Regions from separate parts of the Oryctolagus cuniculus genome. Here region 1 is linked to region 2. The links are chromatin contacts, called in public Micro-C maps. All regions are on one chromosome and are shown on one strand. Each heading gives the region's core, a stretch centred on a gene start, on an enhancer-like site or on the middle of the called end of the contact. The rest is flanking DNA. Distances are from core to core; before and after follow the strand shown.

Region 1 (3,355 bases), core at 145-2,644, 150 kb after region 2:
CCAAACCAACCTGGGACACAAATGCCACCTGATCCTTCGGGATAAAGTAATAGCAGAAACGACATGACCTAAAGATACGAGTAGATCACGTCTTTCCCCCCCTCCCCCCCCAAAAAATTAAAGACCAGTTGGCGCGACGGACAGCCCCAAGCGAGGGGCTTCCATTTTTTTTAAAGCTTCCCACGGATGATGGCTCCCACGGGGAGTGCACGTTTGTTTTTTGCCTTTTGCAACTACATCACGGCCACGCTAACTCGCATCCCTGTCCAGACCGCCAGGAGCCCGAGGACCCGGTGACACAGTGCGCGGGAGCAGGTCGCGCTCGGCCCTCCCGGAGGAAGCCCCGGCCCGGAGTGGGGAGGGAAGCGGCGCCAGCACCCCCCGGGCTCGGGGCGGCCGGGCCGGGGCGCCAACACGCACATCTTCCCGGGCTGCCCCGGGGAGGGAAGGCGCTGCGATGGTTCGCCCATCGGAAAAAGAAATAGAAACTTTGCATTGAGTCTTTGGATAGCACCGTGAACCAAACTTCCCGACGAGGGGGGAGGGGGAGTCTCACCGGGGATTTCGCTCTCGAGTTCTTGTCCAAGTGAGAAGTAAGATTCCAAACACTGAGAGGAGAAAAAAATTAAATCCCAGAGCGTCGCCTTCGGTCTTCCCGTCGATCAAGCCAGTATCCAGAGAGGGTCAGGGCGACCCGGGAAGCAGAGGAAACGGTGGCTGGATCCGACCTCCTCTTCTGGCTTTGGAGACCGGGGGCCGGAGGCGTCGGGAGCGGGGCGCACGACCCCTCGGCGCCGAGCCCGGGGCGCCCCCGCCTCCCCCGGGCCAGCGGTCAGCGGACGGAGCCCGAGCCCCGGGCTGGCCCCGGCCGCGGGGGGCCCCCTCCTCGCCGTGCCCTCGGCGAGCAGCCACCGGGAGCCCCGGGAGCGGCGGCCGATCAGCTGAGACCGGCCGGGCCGAGGCTTCCCCGCGCCGCCCCGGCCCCCCGGAACGCGGGCCCCGGCCCCGGGGGGCGCAGAGGGCGGGAGCGGCGCGGCGCGCCGGGCGGGGGGCCCGGGCTCCCCTCGCGTCGCCCCCTCAGCCCGGGCTCCGCGCTGCGGGACGAGCCCCCCGGCTACTCCCCAGTCGCAGAGGAGGGATTCCGGGGGATGGGCCCCCTGGCGTTGCCCCTCCTCCCGGAGCGTCCCCTGCCCAGGAGAGAGAGGAGCGGCGACAGGCCTAGCCGCTAGGAAGGTGCTCTGCGAGCCGCAGCCGCCGCCGCCGCCGCCGCCGGGGAGGGGTGTTGTTTCCCTCACACAGGAGGAGCCGCTGAAGCAGCCGCCGCCATTTTGAACCCGTCAGACTCTCACATACACACAGCTCCTCCGCGGCGCACTGCGCAGGCGCCGCCTGCCCCCCTCCTCCAGCTCGCCTCTCCACCCCCACCCCCTCCCAGCCTCCCTGCGCCTCTTACCGCTCTCCCGGGCGCACGTGAACGCGCACGCGTCACTCCCCTCCAACGCGGACACACCGCCGGCGCGCGCACGCGCGGACGCGTCGGCCTCGAATCGCCCGCGCCCCGCGACGCCGACGCGGCTGCCCGCCCCCCCGCTCGCGTCAGCCCTCCCGCCCTCCCGCCGGCCTCCCGCCCCCGCTCCCCGCCGGCCTCCTTCCAGAGCTCGGGCCGGGCCGGCGCCTGGCGCCTGCGCACTGGGCACGATCCTCCTCCGCGCGCGCCCTCCCCCCCACACGCTCGCTCGCGCGCACACACACACTTCGCCTCGGTGACCCCGCCCCGCGCCGGCCAGCTGCGCCGGGCGCCCTCCCCCACCTCTCCTGGGAGGGTGGTGACAGCCCCCCCGGCCCCCCACAAAGCACAACCACCACCACCCCCCCCACAAGCAGCAAGGGAGAAGCGCCCCTGCCCCTTCAACCGCCGTGGGCCCCAGGCGGCCCGTCACAGTCACTCAACCTCAGGGCCGGGCGGCCTGGGTCAGGGCAGCCGTTGCCCGCCTCCAAGCGGGGGTCCCCTGGGGTCAGGCCGCTGGGCCAGGTCGGCCCGAGCCGGGCACCCCCGCTCGGGCCTGCCCGTGGCCGAGGGGCCGCAGGGCAAGGGCGCATTCCCGCCGGCTGCCCTCCCCTCGCGCGCCGGCCGGTGGGCCGAGGCCCGCATGCCCGCCATCCCCGGGCAGGCCCTGGCGCCCCCGCCGCGGGGCCCGTCCGCCCTCGGCTGCGGGGGGCTCCCACGGTGCAGCGGCCTGGCCCCGCCTCACCCGCTCCTCGCCGCTCCGAAGGGGCAGGACTCGGGAGCAGCATGTCTGTCCTGGGCTCGGCTCCCCCCGCCCCCGGGGGGGAGCTCCAGGCGCTTGACCAGGGCGTCCACAGGTAGCAGGCGCGCGAGTGGTCTTCGCGACGGCCCGGGGGCGGCGGCGGCGGCGGCGGCCAGCGCGCCCACCGCGGGCCGCAGGCGCCCGGGGAGGTGGCCCAGGAAGCCCCCGCTCCCCGGCCACGCTCAGGTTTCCGCAGCGCCGGTGCCCCCGGCGGCCCCGGGTGGGACGTGACCCCGCCCCCGGCGAGTCGGGGCGCCCCCCACGGAGGGGTGTGCGCGGGCCGCCCCCGGCCCCCGGCCCGACCCCGCCGCCCGGGCCTGCGGCGGGCGCGGGAGGGCCCGGCCGGGAAAGATGTCTCCTCGCGGTGCGCGCACAGCTTCGCGCGAGGGTCAGCGACGGGGCAGCGGCGGCCCGAGCCGCGCCGGCCCTGCCCACGGACGGGCTCCCGCGGCTCGACCGCTGCCCGACGGGCGAGCAGGCTGCGGACGTCGACGGAGCCCGGCCGGAGGTGTCTGAGCCGTCGCCATGCGAGCAGCCCAGCCGCGATCAGGGCATTTTCCCAGCCAATCTCGTGCTCTGGGGCCCGTTTGAATTATAAATCCCGTAAAGGACCGTGGCTGGGGCGTTGCACGACGGGAGCGCTAGCGCGGTGACGCCGGCCCGTGGCCCCCGGCCTTGGCTTCCCACTCCCGGAGCCCTGATTCCCGGGAGCCAGGAACGCAGGGGAGAGGGAGGGCGTGGGTTGACTCGCAAACTTGCACAGAGAGCCTTCAACTCTTTGCAAGGCGATTGCGATGATGATACCTTCTGCCAAGGGCTGAACTCTAGGGTAAAGTCGCTCCATTAACCCCAGGTACTATTATGTATGACCAATGAGGGGGTTTCTACGTGCGAACCTGGGGAGTTTTTACCGACCTTCTCGGCTTTGTTTCACAACATTCATAGGAAACAAACTGAAGTGTCTGGTAGCGCTGTAATTACAGACAATTGAAGTGCAAAGTTAAACAGCTTCCATAATTGCTGCGACAGAGAGAGGTCCAATGCTC
Region 2 (3,574 bases), core at 507-3,006:
ACTGCAGGGGGTGCTGACGTCCTCAGGGGTGACTTCCTCTACGGCCCCAGCCCCCATCCCTGGGAGCAGAGAGGCCCCTACTCACCCCAGCTGGTGAACTCCCACTTCATCTCCACGTAGAAATCGGGAGCCTGAGAGGGACAGAGCACAGCCGTCCACCAGGGCGCAGCAGGCCTGAGGGACTCCGGCACGCAGCTGCCCGACGGGAGCCAGCGGCAGCAAGCCGGACCCTGTCCAGGAGGGAGGGGCCCGGGGAGCCCTGAACCGCTAGGGGTACAACAAGGCTGCAAGCACCCCGAAGTCTGGGGCCACTCTCCAGCCGTGGGAGCCCCGGGCAGCTTTTGCCCCCTCTGGATCTCACAGTCCCCCTCCATAAAGGGGGCACGGAGACCCTCTGCTGGCCTGCATGAGGGGTGGGCAGGGTCAGAGTGCTCCGTGAGCCGGGCTCTCCGTGCGCTTCCAGAATCTCGGATCGAGACAGAAGCAAGTTTTCGGGGGTCCAGGCCGTATGCGTGAGTTGGCCTGAAAGCCCCCCTTCCGGGACATCTGCACACTCCAGGTGCCCCGAAGCCTAAGGCTCTGCGGAGACTTCGGGCACCGGGGGCCCCGCGATGGCCATGCAGGTTTGCCCTGGCCGGGGGCCCTGGGTGCCTCTTTTTTCTGATGAGACCCTGAACTGGGGTTGAGACGGACGACCCTGGCCGCGCGCTGCAGCCGGGACCCCCCGGAGCCCGGGCCGGGCCTGGCGCCGTACCTGCCGCAGTTTGCTGAGCAGTTCCGGGATGCCGGCCAGCCTCTGCGTGGCCCTCTGGAAATTCCGATACTGGAGGACCAGCTGCACTATCTCGGGGTCGCCAGTGCTCACCGCCTCCTGCAGGACTGGGGGCGGCAGGCTGCCGAGGGGCCCTCCCCGTGCCCCGGGGCCTGGCCGCTCGCTCCCGCCGGCCACCCCACTGCCAGCCCCAAGGCAGTACCTGCCCAGCCCTGCCGGCTCTCTTTGCCCACGTTGGCGTTGTGTCGGAGAAGGACTCTCACGGACTCCAAGTTCCCCAGGGACACGGCCAGCTCCAGGGGGGTGCGCCCCCGGGGGTCCTCCTGCTCGATGTCGTGCTAGGGAAGCCGGGTCAACCAGGGTCAGGGCAAGCGTCCAGAGGCCACCGGGCTGACGCCAGGGCTGGGAGCCACCGTGGGAGAAGAGATGGGCAGAGAGGGCAGGCAGGTGGCCCGTGTGGCCTAGCAGGGGAGGCAGGGGGCGGGAAGAAGGGCAGCAGGGCTGCGAGCCGATGTCCAGAGTCAGGACCGGCCTGGGGGCCAGAACCGGCGTTCCGTTCTCAGCCCGACTCGGGCTGAGAGGGGCCCAGGATCAGGGCAGGGCCAGGGCTGGGAGCCCAGGCCAGAGGCCGGAGCGCCAGGGGCAGGTGACCAGGGCTTGCGATGCGGCTGCAGAGCTGGGCAGGGGTGGGGGGGCGGGCTCCGGGAGGAGGACCACAGCCTTGGCGAGGGCGGGTGGGGGCGCGGGGCCCTCACCTGGCGGCTGTGCAGCGCGGCCTCCAGTTCGCGGTGCCGGTTCGCCCAGACGAGCCGGTGCAGCGGGAAGGTGGGGTCCGGGCCGGCCATGCTGGGCCTCAGCGCCGCATCTCGGGCGGGCGAGCGGGCAGGCGCGGCGGGGGCGGCCCGGCCCCGCCTCGGCTCCGGGCCCGGCGCGGCCCCCTCGCCTCCCCTCCCGGCCGCGCCCCGGCGACAGCAGCGGCGGCGGCGCAGGCGGCGGGGGCGGGGGGCCCGGGGCGGGGCTGCGCCGGGCCCGGGCGGGGCGTTGAGCCGCGCGCCCCCCCGCCTCCCGGAGCCATGACAACGGCGGTCCGGTCCACGGGCGCCCGGGGCCGGCAAGGGGGGGCGCTGCTGGGCGGCCGGGGAGTAGCCGGGGTCCGGGTCTCCGCGCGGACCCCGGCTGCCGCTCCGCCCGCGGCCTGCAGGGGGCGCCCCAGGCCCTGCGCAGACCCTTTCCTGGTGGGTCCGGAAGGGGCCGGAGGGGGCCCGAGGGCGGGGCGAGGCTGCGCCCCTGAGGAGGGCCTGCGAGTGCGCGTGCGCGCGCGGCGGCCGCGGCCGTGCGGCGGCCAGGGAAGCTGCATTTGCCCTCAGCCCGCCGCCTCCGCCCTTTCTCCCAGGTCCCTCGGACACCGACTGTGCCTGTGTGGTGGGGGGGTCGGGAGAGGTCTGGCGAGCCCACCCCAGCCCGAGGACGGAGCGCCCAGCTGGGAGAGGATCCACGCTGGCCGGCTGCGCGTGCAGCCCCTGCCCCCAGGACCCGGCCGAGGCCGCAGCTCCGCGCGCGCTCTGGGGACAGCAGTGAAGGGAGAGGGGTGTCCCGGGCTCCGGAGCCCGCGCGTGGGCGGCGCTGGACCGCTACTGCAGAGCTGCACTGTGCTGCCAGTGGGGGAGGGGAGGGGAGTTTCCAAATCAGGGCCCGCGCCAGAACTGGGGTGCAGGCCTCAGCCAGCCCAGTTCCGGCCCCCAGGGGCCCCGGGCCGTGTCTGCCGGCGGCGGGGCTCCAGGTTCCCTGCTTCAGTGCCTGGGCCAGGAGCCTTTCTCGGGGTGCCGGGTGGCCGCTCTGCTGCCAGAGGTCACCTGGCCACCCCGCTCTGGGGTGTCCTCAAGTCCTAGGGTCAGCTCAAGGGCTTGAGTGACCAGGGCTCCCAGATCTCTGGTCTCTGCCGAGGCAGGGTGTCCCCTGCCCAGGCACACCCCTCTACCAAAGAGGTGAAGAGCACCAGGCCGGCCTCTGCTGCTCATCTTGGACACCACAGTCCGGGCACCTTCGTTCCCAGCCCTTTTGCTGGGCCCCTGACCCCCAGGATGCAGCTCCTGCACTGTCATTCTGAGACCACCTCCCCACCCCACCCCCCGACTTCTCTGGGCCAGGTGGCCTGAACTCAGCTATCCGGGTGACCCCAGCCAAATCCAGCCACGTGGGCCCTCCTCCCTGCGGGCCCTGGTGCAGGGCCACCGGCCTCCCCATGTCCCACCCTGGGCCCCCCGTCCTGCAGGACCCTCTTCTTGCACCCCACCCGTCACCTCGCCACCGCACAGCTGTAGCCCCCAGCCTGCCACCCTGCACCCCTGCACCCAGCCCTCACCCGACCTGCTCAGAGCCAAGCGAGCTGCAGGCTGCGTGTCCATTCACATCTCTGTCCTGTGCTCAGGTGGGCCAGGGATTCAGGGCTCCTCGAAGTGCTGCAGCCAACCGGAGCCCCCCAGGAGCGCCTGACCCTCCCCCACATCAGAAATGCCACCACGCCCCACCCCGCTTCCCTCAAGACTCCCCAGGAGCAGCCGTGCTGTGCCGTGTGGCCACGGCCCCGGCCTAGACGCCCAGGAGCAGCCGTGCTGCGCCGTGTGGCCACGGCCCCGGCCTAGACGCCCAGGAGCAGCCGTGCTGCGCCGTGTAGCCACGGCCCCGGCCTAGACGCCCAGGAGCGGCCGTGCTGTGCCGTGTAGCCACGGCCCCGGCCTAGACACCCAGGGGTGGCCGTGCTGCGCCGTGTGACCATGGCCCTGGCCTAGATGCCCAGGAGTG

Evidence for each region. Hi-C and Micro-C count contacts between places; a contact is called where the count stands out from the background.
Region 1: a contact with region 2 is called in a Micro-C map of ear pinna, with 2.9 times the contacts expected there. The contact joins the promoter of KDM2A here to the promoter of ANKRD13D in region 2. A contact is called at or near these places in 2 of 6 Hi-C or Micro-C datasets (ear pinna and skin fibroblasts).

Annotation. Positions count from the first base shown.
Region 1 is chr1:4,887,772-4,891,126 of mOryCun1.1, forward strand. KDM2A (lysine demethylase 2A) reads right to left here and starts at 1,395. Exons shown (of 22, transcript XM_070067682.1): 1 at 557-1,395.
Region 2 is chr1:4,732,827-4,736,400 of mOryCun1.1, forward strand. It overlaps ANKRD13D (ankyrin repeat domain 13D), which reads right to left and starts at 1,757. Exons shown (of 15, transcript XM_070067011.1): 1 at 1,528-1,757; 2 at 975-1,110; 3 at 755-879; 4 at 86-131; 5 at 1. The coding sequence starts at 1,617.